Regions from separate parts of the Mus musculus genome. Here region 1 is linked to region 2. Evidence: chromatin contacts called from public HiChIP or PLAC-seq data. All regions are on one chromosome and are shown on one strand. The core of a region is the stretch at or near the end of the contact, and the rest is flanking DNA. Distances in the headings are between cores, read along the strand shown.

The links. HiChIP or PLAC-seq counts read pairs in DNA pulled down with a chosen protein or histone mark.
Region 1: an H3K27ac HiChIP or PLAC-seq map of heart atrium shows a contact between it and region 2, with 5 read pairs. The contact joins two enhancer-like sites. A contact is called at or near these places in 3 of 484 Hi-C or Micro-C datasets (the HL-1 cell line, nephron progenitors and uterus), 1 of 115 datasets of contacts at active chromatin or transcription factors (heart atrium) and 2 of 9 other capture datasets (adipose tissue and liver).

The regions. Positions count from the first base shown.
Region 1 is chr7:67,011,298-67,016,635 of GRCm38.p6, forward strand. All of the region lies in intron 10 of Adamts17 (a disintegrin-like and metallopeptidase (reprolysin type) with thrombospondin type 1 motif, 17), which reads left to right. Among named protein-coding and RNA genes, the nearest start is that of Gm33627, 170 kb to the left of the region's middle. Within about 2 kb of position 2,069, at least 12 of the 459 cell types and tissues checked have an H3K27ac peak or open chromatin away from gene starts, as enhancers often do. A contact at or near this core is called in heart atrium, where this site is marked.
Region 2 is chr7:66,927,459-66,932,873 of GRCm38.p6, forward strand. The region is part of intron 7 of Adamts17 (a disintegrin-like and metallopeptidase (reprolysin type) with thrombospondin type 1 motif, 17); the gene reads left to right. Among named protein-coding and RNA genes, the nearest start is that of Gm33627, 90 kb to the left of the region's middle. Within about 2 kb of position 1,628, at least 27 of the 459 cell types and tissues checked have an H3K27ac peak or open chromatin away from gene starts, as enhancers often do. A contact at or near this core is called in heart atrium, where this site is marked.

The DNA.
Region 1 (5,338 bases), core at 819-3,318, 84 kb after region 2:
TTGACAATCATAATTCTGCCGCTAAATGTTCAGAGCCTGGGAGAGGGGCAGGCAGGCTGGCTTCTGCCCAGTGTAGGAAGCCCCAGCTGCCCTGAATTCTTTTTCTTCTTTGGGTAGAACTCCTTGCAACTAGACTTCCTTGTATGTTCTTGTCCTGGCACCCATAGCACATAGCTGTTTTAAGACCCATAGAAGTTAAGACGAATGCCCTTACTCATAGGAAAAACATTACTGCAATCTGTGTTAGGAGCTACCTACGCTTCCAATAGTAACCAGCTTTCTGCTCTCCTGAACATCTGCATACTCCACAACCAAGACAAATGAAACCACGGTCCAGTTTTGCTTGTGGAGTTCTAGAGGCCCGCATAGCATCACTGTTGAATCTTTTGTGTCTGTCTGCAGAATGCTGGTATTGTAAGGCTCAGGGCTGTCTATGGAAATATGAACTACAAAAAAAAATTGGCATCAATAACTGGCATTTGTTGTAGAAGTTACTGGCAAGTAGAACTGTCTCTTCTCTTAGCCAATGGTAATGTGATGTTTTTAATTCAATAAAGCATTTCAAGAAAGTCCAAACATAAAAGTTATAAACAGGAGAGGGTAAATATTTATTAGAAAGGGGAAATGAACTTTATGCAATTAGCACAATCAATCTTCTTTACGATTACAAGTTCCTCCTGTCCCCCCATCAGCGAAGTCACTCCTCGGCGAGGCTTTAAAGCTGTCAGAGCTCAGACACCCTGCCAGGTGAGGCAGAGGGTGGCAAAGGAACTGTAGATGACACTGTCAGCTGTAGACACCGTCAGCTGGAAGTGTGAGTGTACATCGATACTGGAACCAGGGCCAGTGGGCGGGGACACACATAGCAACGTCCTGACCAGGGTCACTGCCTCACCAAGGCCCCAACCTTCTTGAAGAGTCCAGCATGTGAGGGTCCCAGCTGAGAGATGCCACGTGATGCTTGTTCATGTCCACATGTCAGCTGCCTCTCAGCAACACAGTTTATCTTCACTGCCCTGGAGCCGGTGTGCGATGGCCACAGGTCAAAAGGAAGGAGCTCAAAGGAGTTGCATTCGCCATAGTTACTATTAACATGGGTGTGCCCACACACTATAGTACTCACAAAGGACTGTGATGTTTGTGCTGTTGAAGAGTGTTGAGTGTCAAAGCTTTGAGTCAACTGTTTCAGGCTGGCAAGAGTATCTGGAGCAGTCATGGGGAGAGGACCCTATCTTCTACTAATATCCCCCCTCCCTCCCTCTTTACCATGATACTCGAATAGCTCTGAGTACGACTCACACAGTGATAAGAGTCTCCCTAATCAGGCTTCCTGCCCCCAACTGTCTACATCAAGTATCATAGTCTTTCTCTGCCTCAGTCTGCTAATCTGAAAAAAAAGAAATGAGAGGCCGAGTCCTTTTGACCCATCATCACGTTGTTTTAGATGTTCAGTGAGAGATGACCTAACTTTTAGCACGTGGCACACACCAGTAAGTGTCGATGGCTGTTTTTCTGTTACATTGTCTCTTGGATCCAGCAGGACAGTGGCAGATGCATTGCAGCTGGCTGTCCTGTTAATTGTCCTCTTCTCGCATCACTGTGTCCTTGCCATGTTTCCTGGCACCCTGAAACGTTGGAACCCTCAAAGATAGCCTCTCACTTAGTATGTGCCTCCACAGCTCCCTGTCACCAGTCCGGAAACCCTTTCTGTGTCCTGCTGAGAGACACCTGGAGTCATAGCAGAGATCTCTGCATGCCCAGGAAGCCCAGATATTCAAATCCCACAGCAGAACATGTTTCTATTTCTCTGATGTCAATCATATCTCAACCTGGAGCCACCTCAGAGCGCCCTCCAGAGACTGGCAGAAGTGACTGTGACCTGCTACAAATTTCTCGTTCCCTTTCACAGAGACTCCAGCATTCTTACAGTCAGACTAGGTTGGAAACTACTGGTCTAAATAAAATTGGCCCCTTCAGTGCCAGCAGACCTGGCCAGAGTAGGAGGCTGGCAGAGTCCAGGAGCCTGCGTAGCCCTGCCTCTCTCAGACAGGCTTGTGCAGGAGAATGTGGAGCTAGACACCCAGCTGCAAGCTGCCTTGCCTTTCTCAATTGGGTCTCAGCATCTGCAGCCTTCCGAAGCTGCTGGACTTTGGCAGAAGTCAACCTGGATTTTCCAGAAGTGTTTTGAAAGCTTACAGTAGACAGCCTTTTCAGAGAACTCTCCAGACAATACAAGTTGTGTGTTATCTTTCATTCCTTGTCCCTTTGCCAGCTGAATGCCCCCATTCTCACCCTGAAGCACCCAGTCGCAGCCAGGTAAGGGTCTCCACCGCCCTCAGAAACATGGAAGGAAAGACCACACCCGGGGTTCGGGAACCGATCCAGGAGCGGTGCTGGCATGCTGGACTCAGACTTCAAACTGCAGTAGTATTTGTGGGAAATTTGGACCAGTGACTGTTTCATCCAGCTCTTGGCATGTTATCTGCCTTTGGCTTGTGTTATCAGCAAGGCTTTTTCAAAGGGCGTTTACATAACCGTCCCCTCAGGACTCACTAGCTGTTCTCTCAGCGCATAGTGGGCGCCTAGTGAGGAAAGAGGCAAAATGAATGACAGTCAAATGCTCAGCCCTAGGAAGGACCACTGCCAGTTGGAGAAAAGTAGGAACAGCGTGGGACATAATCAAGGGGTCCTTAAAGCCTGCCTTGTATTTTCATGGGCCAAGGACAGAGTGTAGGGCTAGCTGGGTTTTCCCAAGGTACCAGCAGGAACCAGGCAGGGAAACAACCTACCTATTACCAGACCTTAAACATGGCCCTTAAGGTGGCATGGACTAAATCAGAGAAACAGAAGCTGTCATCTCATTGTTGTTTTTAGGAACTTCCTGCTGCTGTCCAAGAATGGCTTCCAGGATCTAATGGAGCCTGAGAGTTGCCCCCATTTCCCGCTAGTATGTTTTTGTCTACCCAGAAGTACCATATTTTCATCGAAGCCAGAGAGCATTCTGCTCAGCAGCACTTAACACGAAGCTTGGCACCTGTACCATACCAAATCCCAAATCTGGAGCATTTTTGATACAGGTCTCTGGATTAGGAATGTTCAACAAGTACAGTCTCTACAAATACCTCCCCTACACACATGCACACCATTTTTTAAAAATCCACACTTTGAAAGACTTCTGGTCTCAAGCATTTTGGATAAAGGGATCTCCCACCTCTATGGGGTCTGGCAGCCAGACCTGAGATGAACAAGATGTTCAGTGCCCTTGTCTGCCTGATAGACTTAGTTCTTGGAAAGAAATAGAAAGGGGAAACTGGGAACTGAAAGAGCTGATAGAGACCTCATGCAACCCATAGGCAGGCACCATGGGCTTGGAGGTCAGTACAGGATTTGCAGTGTATATTTGTGATTTAGTTTTATTTTGTTTCTTTGTCTGTTTGTATGGGATAGAAACTTTCTGCCTCACAGTGTTGATAGTGTGTGATACCTAGACTTGGTAAACAGTTAAGTGCTTACAGTTCATTGGCTCTTCCTTCACCTCAAAGGCAGGCATTGCTTGACTTAGAAGGACATTTATCCATTTATTCATCCCACCAGCTGGCATGCCTCTGTTTGAGATGCTGTGTGCTGCCGGGGCTGTGTGGAGGCGAGGAGGAGGCTTCCTGGTTGGGACAGGAGGAAGGGACCATTGGAGGAGTCTGGGTCCCCAGTTCCTGATGGGTTTGAGTGGCTGCTCCTCCACAATGCCTAAGATCCTTGCATTTGACCTTGAGTGGGCAGGGCATTAGGATAGCTATTGATATCATTGATGCCAGTCCTGGACTGAGCTCTCCAGAGGCAGACAGGATGCCATGTTCACTGTCCAATCTGTATCTCTATCTAGTAATGTGGAGAGCAGCTCTTGGGAGATGAGCCCTGGGAAGGGGTGTAGGACCCTTGAGGAAATTACAGCCACCCCTACCAGGAGCAGAGTCCTATCTAACAGGGTACACGGAGGTACCGAGAGAAGTGGTATAGGAGTTCAGCTAGAGACTATAGCTGTCCTGTGACATGGGTGTGAGTTTATCTGGATCCTGCAGAGAGTTTGGAAGGTTTATGTGGCATCTGAGTGTTAGATTTGCAAGCTGTGGTGAACATGGACATGACTAGGGTTAGCTAGATGGTGGAGGGGAAGTTCCTCAAGGGGCAATGCCCTTGAGGAGGAAATAAAAGAATTTGCTCAGGAAAAGTCAGAAGCATTTTAACATTTGATCACTTTTATTTTTATTGTTTGACAATTTCACATATGCTTAGTATATGATTTGATCAAATCTACCCCACTCTTTCCTCTCCAGTTCCTTCCATATCTGTCACCTAACTTTTCCTTCCCAACTTCGAGTGCTGTTTGTTTGTGTGTGTGTTTGTTTCTTTGTTAGAGGATCTTTCTATGCATCTATGTTCTGTCCTAGAACTCTACATAGACTCTGCTCTCCTCAAAGCCACAGAGATTCCTTGCCTCTGCCTTCTGGGTTTTGGGATTAAAGGCATGTGTCACTAGGACTGTTTTGTGTGCTCCATTTTAAAGTCTACTTAGTCCAGCCAGTATGAGCATGGGTATCCATCCCCACCACAGGCAATATCCCTGAACAAAACAGAATCACCCTCCCCAGTAGCCATCAATTGCCTATAGTTCATCATCTAAAACTGAGGCTTCTCTCCCATCTATGCAGGGAGTTTCACCTGGCTTGATCCTGTGCAAGTCTTGTACATATACTTATAGACATTGTGAGTTCATGTGTGTAATTGTCCTATCCTGTTCAGCAAATACTTTTTGTCTACCTACACCCACAACCTCTAACTCTTTTTTTATGTTTTTTAATTAGATATTTTCTCATTTTTTCAATTTTTATTAGATTTTCATTTACATTTCAAATGCTATTCCGAAAGTCCCCTATACCCTCCCCCCCACCCTGCTTCCCTACCCACCCACTCCCAATTCTTGGCCCTGGTGTTCCCCTTTACCAGGGCATATAAAATTTGCAAGATCAGGGGTCCTCTCATCCCAATGATGGCCGGCTAGGCCATTTTCTGCTACATATGCAGCTAGAGACATGAGCTCTGGAGGTACTGATTAATTCATATTGTTGTTCCACCTATAGGGTTGCAGACCCCTTCAGCTCCTTGGGTACTTTCTCTAGCTCCTCCATTGGGGTCCCTGTGTTCCATCCAATAAATGACTGTGTGCATCCACTTCTGTATTTGCCAGGTACTGCCATAACTCACAAGAGACAGCTATATCAGGGTCCTTTCTGAAAAATGTTGCTGGCATATGCAATAGTGTCTGCGTTTGGTGGCTGATTGT
Region 2 (5,415 bases), core at 378-2,877:
TAAATGGTAAAGAATGAAGACAGATAGTTGATGGCTTGAGGTATGAAATTTTAGTTTGCTTGGACAAAGGCTTTTCAGAGAAGGGACATTTTGGAAAGCATTTGTAGCACCTTTGGCTTGCCAGGGCATCTAGAAGTCCTTAGTTATCAAGCTGATATTAATCAGTGAAGTCACAGCAAGGGTCGACAGATTTGCTCTTCCCCAGTCATAGTCCTGGTCCCCCACCTCCTTTGCTTCTTGCACAAAAGCAAGAAGACCACACAGAGCTCAGGTTCCCACTGTCAGCAGAGTTGAGTCTGCTCCTGCCAGAATACCACCACCCTGCCTCGCTTGAAGACCAACACTAGGTTCATGGAAAATCTGATGAGGTGGCAGGACACCGGGACAGAGTAATTCCTTGCATATGATTCAGTATCCTAGCGAACACGGACATCCACGGTCCTGGGGGAGCCGTTTGGTTACCATCTCTAATCCGGGTCAGCTGTGGGAGTGCTCCAGGCACAACCAGGAACACGTGGGAAGGAACTCGGAAACTCACATCATCACTGCCTTTTGTCAAAGTGTGAATGTTTAAGACATGCACATGAGCCCCAGTGAAATAACAGTAAACAATGAGCAAGCTTCTCTAAGATCAGGCTGCCTGTGCCAGGCTTGTTTTAATATGACAAACCATCACAAGGACATAAAGGGCCCTCAGCTACAATAACAGAAAGCAGGGGTTCTTAAAGTGTGGTCCTTGAATCAATAGTTTTAATGCCAACTGTGCCACTCAAATCTCTCAAATCTGGTGCCTGAAGATGGGGCCCAGCACTGTTTTAAGGAACCCTAGGTTGGCTCACACACATGTTAATCTCAGGAGCTCTTTTAACACAAGAAGGTTAATATGGATCCATTATCCAAACAGTACAGCCCACCTATCACAGAGCCACTCTCCTCCTCTTCATAGATGTGTCCCCAGGTGTGGGCTACATTGACCCGATTTCAGTGTCTTCTGTTCAACAGGTGATGGTCAGGGTTCTGGGTGCCTTTGTGTTGGTGGAGGAAAAAAAAAAAATATATATATATATATACACACACACACACACACACACACACACACACACATACTCAGAGCTAAGGGCCAAAGCATCAGCAAAAGTTTGGAAAGTACTAGAAATATGCAATTCTTCCTCAGACCCTTATGTATTAGGATCCCTTTAGCCAGATCTGGGTCATCATACCATGTGTCACAAGCACTATAGTGACTGTAGAGTCCACTTTCGTAGACACTGATCTAAATCTTGTTTACAGTGGGCAGAAAGTCTGTCTGTCTGTGTCTCTTGCTCTGTGTCTCTATCCTATGTGTGTGTGTGTGTGTGTGTGTGTGTGCGCGCGCGCGCGTGCCAGTGCCATGGCAGAGCCACCCTCTCAGCATATATGAAGCTCTGGGTTCAATACCTGGCCTGACAAGACATTCAAAACACACACACACACACACACACACACACACACACACACACACACAAATCTGAAGAGGAAAACCGGGAAGCCCCTGGTACCCTTGCCTTTTTTCCCAGAGAATCCACTGGGTGTGGCGGCTGGAATCGGCTCATATCTCTGCTCTTCCCACACCTGTTTGCCTCTGCTTCTCAGGTTGCTGCAGCTGGAGGCGTGCACACTGTACAGCCCAAGGCTCTCTTCTCAAGCATCCAGGGTGCTATTCCGTGTCAAAAACCAGTTGACCAGACTGCTTCTTTCCCCAAGTTCCTGCTGCCCTTCTCTTGTTTGCTTTCATAATATTCCAGATATTTTCTATTGTCTCCTGTACCCCATGGTTACAAAATCAAACAGGACAAAACAGCTGTGCAAAGGCGGTGGAGGGGGGGGGTGGGATTCAGGAGCAGCCACGATGGCTCATCTCTCTCCTTGGCTCGGCTGCTGATTAAATGGAAGGGTTCCCAGAGAGGCAGCAGAGAGGCCGGGGAGTCCCTGGGGTTAGCCTCACAGGCCAGTTGCAGCAGTTCCCGAGCCATAGAGCTCTGGCTGCCAAGATAAACATAAGTTTTGAGATAAAGTCCCAACCCCAAGAGATTTTCATTTTGGAAAAGGAACCTGTAAGACAGTCAGTGTGTTGGAGGAGGAGGCACGTTTGCCCACACCCAATTCTACAAGCACTGTGTGTGTGTGTGTGTGTGTGTGTGTGTGTGTGTGTGTGTGTAAGTCCACAGGAGCTAAGAATGCAGGGGTTATAGTCGGGGCTAAGGTAACGGGGAAGAAGTGGAAGGAGGTGGTCCCTGGAGACAGGTCTCTTGACCATCGTGAGACCTGGGGCGTAAGCCCTTCCCACTTCCCTTCCCTCCTGAATATAACTGTGATGGGACATCAGACAAAGTGGTGGGGATGAAGCACAAGACCAATAGGCAGCATTTGTCACAGAGCCTGCCTCCCTTGTAAAAAGGGTGTGTGATTCTTATAAACTGCTTAGTACTTGGGAATATGATTCAGTGTCGGAGGCTTATCTACCGTGCCCAAGGCTCTTGATTGGATGCTAGTCCCTGTACTGTGAAACCAAAATGTAGTGGTTAACCTGACATTCTATTGGCTTTATTTCTGCCAATCCATGATCCATGCTTTGAACCTACCATGAGTCTCTTCTTCTCTATTACCAATGTGGTTGGAGGTTAGAGTCTGCCCCCTGACAATCCTAAAAAGCTAGGTTTAGCCACCTTTCCTCAACAAGCCAATTAAACAGGCAAGCAATGGTGAAAAGCAGAAAAAGAAGACTTATTCAATATGGCCACAAATAAAGAGGTCATTTTCTTGGTTCTATTGTGAGGTTTAAACAGAGAGCTAGAGGTGTATATAGCTAAGCCCCTGTCCAAGACCTAGGCCAGCCTACTCCTGATCCATCATGATCCTAGCTCCATTCTCTTTTGCAAAATGGATGAAGAAGTAGTCAGAACTTGTGAAATCTCTTTCCCAGAAATAAGTTCCTTCTCTGGCAGCTCCAACATGTGATTCTTGGTGTAGTTACAATTTCCTGGGGACCATTGTTCAGTAGTCTCATGTCCATAGGGAGGGCACAAGAGTCTTCTTAGAATATCCTCATTCCTCCTGGGATGGACACGTAACTTTAACACGCGCTATTAAGACCCCCTTTAACCATATCTGTCACTTCCTCTGGTCCGAGCTGTATCAGGTTTCTTCACCCACTGTAGCCTTCTCAACAGCTTATATGTAGCTAGAGGGGACCTTCAAAAAATCTAAACCCTCAGTCTGGAGAGGTGGCTCCACAGTTAAGAGCACTCACTGCTTTTCCAAAGCACCAGTGTTCATTTTCCCACACACCACGTGGATCATTACAACCACCTGTAACTCCAGCTGGAAGGGTGTAACTCTCTCTTCTGGACTTCTCGGGTATACATGACACACATGTACACATGCATGTGTGTGCTCACGCATGCCCATGCTCGAACACACACACACAGAGATAAGACTTGCAAAAAAAATCTAAATAAAATAACACAGGTTCCTCCAGCAGGTTTCTAGCATATTTAGAAGAAACCCCAGAGACCCATAGGACCCCCCCCCCCAATACATGGTTCCTTTGCTGATTTAGTTCCTGCTTCTTAAGCGCTGGGCCACCTGCACCAGCCACACCTACCTTCTCCTCCTCCCTCCTTCTTGAGTTCGTCTTCATCTTGAGCCTCACCCTTACTGTTCTGAGTATGACATGTTCTTCCCCTGACATCTCTGGGGCCCACTGTTTCCCTCTTGGTTCTCCATTCAGCCAGCATCCAACAAGTAAGGCCGAAGCAGCCTTTCCACTTCACCCGAAGCTGCCTGACGGCCTCTAGGATGAGAAAGCAAGCCTCCTGGGGTACCGCTGCTGCTCTCCACACTCTCCTGTGTTTCAGCAGCAAGCATGTGAGAGAAGCTACTGTTTATTGGACAAATACATTTGGTTATTGCTATGGGGCTTGTCCTTAAAGGTCCCAAGGCCTGTGCCTTGCAGTCTCAGTTCCCAGCCTGGGGCCCTGTCAGGAATTGGTAGAACTTTTAGAAGATGGGTTCAAAGGAGGAAGCCTGTTTTATGAAGGTAGTGCCCTTGAAGGGGATGTTTGGATTCTGGCCTCTTCCTCTCTCCTTGCTTCCTCTCTGCCATTAGGTGAGAAGGCCTCCTCAGCCATATTGTCCCATGATGATATCCTGTTCTCCACAGGCAACAGGGCCAAGCAATGATAAAGTCAAGCCATGAGCCAGAAATTAAACCTGTTGTTCCTATAAACTGATTGATTTAGGGTTTGTCGCACCAATGGGAAGCTGACTAACACATCTATTTTCATGACAATGACTAAGACAGTGATGGTCTGGTCACCTCCTAGGGACTTTGCAGTCCTTTTTATGATTCTTGCTTTACTGTTTTACAAAAGGACGAGGGAGATAATGTCACAAAAGGTTCTTAATACCATTGTGTATTATAAGTAAAGAAAGTCCAGATTTAACTGACATTTGTCGAATTTTGCTGCCATCTGTGATAGTTAATATTGTCATCCTCACAGAATCTAGAACCTGACAGAATTTATCTAGAAACCCTCTGGGCACTCCCTGAGGGATTTTGTATTCCAAGTTAGTCAGTACAGTCAAGTTAGATATAGATTAGCTTAACTGACTGGGGTAAGAAGACCTGTCCTCTATGGGCAGCACCATGCCCTAGGCTCTGTTCCTAGACTGCATTAAACAGTGAGAGGAAGCCTACCATCCCTGCCTGCTGCCATGTCTGCCCTCACATGGAATGATCACCTAGAACTGCAAGCCACAATAAACCACCCTCTCTCCCTCCCTGAAATTACTTCTTCTCAGGTATTTGCTCACAGGAATGAGAAAAATAATCTAAACATCTTCCCTTTGCTAAAGAAAAGTAGATAGTGTGCCACGAGGCTTAAGAGTGTTCTCTTCCATTTGTGGGACATGAGTAGTCCTCTGCTCTGAAACCTTGGGCAGTTAATTAGTTTAACAGTTCTTAAAATGTCCCTAACCTGGTGTCTCTACCTCAAACACTGCCATGAGGAGTTAGTGGGATCAGACACGGGCACATTGTCTATGTGGATTTATGGGCCAAGTCCTTCCTATTACTCAGGAAACAGGCTTGTGTTGGGGGCAGATGACTTGTACAGTTTACAAAGAAGAACTGAGCAGGGGCAGCCCATGACTTGCTGAGGTGAAACCTTCAGTGCTGAGAAACAGTGGGGAAAGGTAGACATTACCCAATACCTCCCCCCACACACACACAGGTCTATTTTCAGAAGGAAGTTGGCTTGTTGGATGATGTTTAGACCTTGTTGGATGATGTATGACTGGGTAGTCTGGCAGTACAGTACATGAATATAGGTCTCAAGTCACTGTTTAGCCCTCAGACATCCAGAGCTGAGTCCA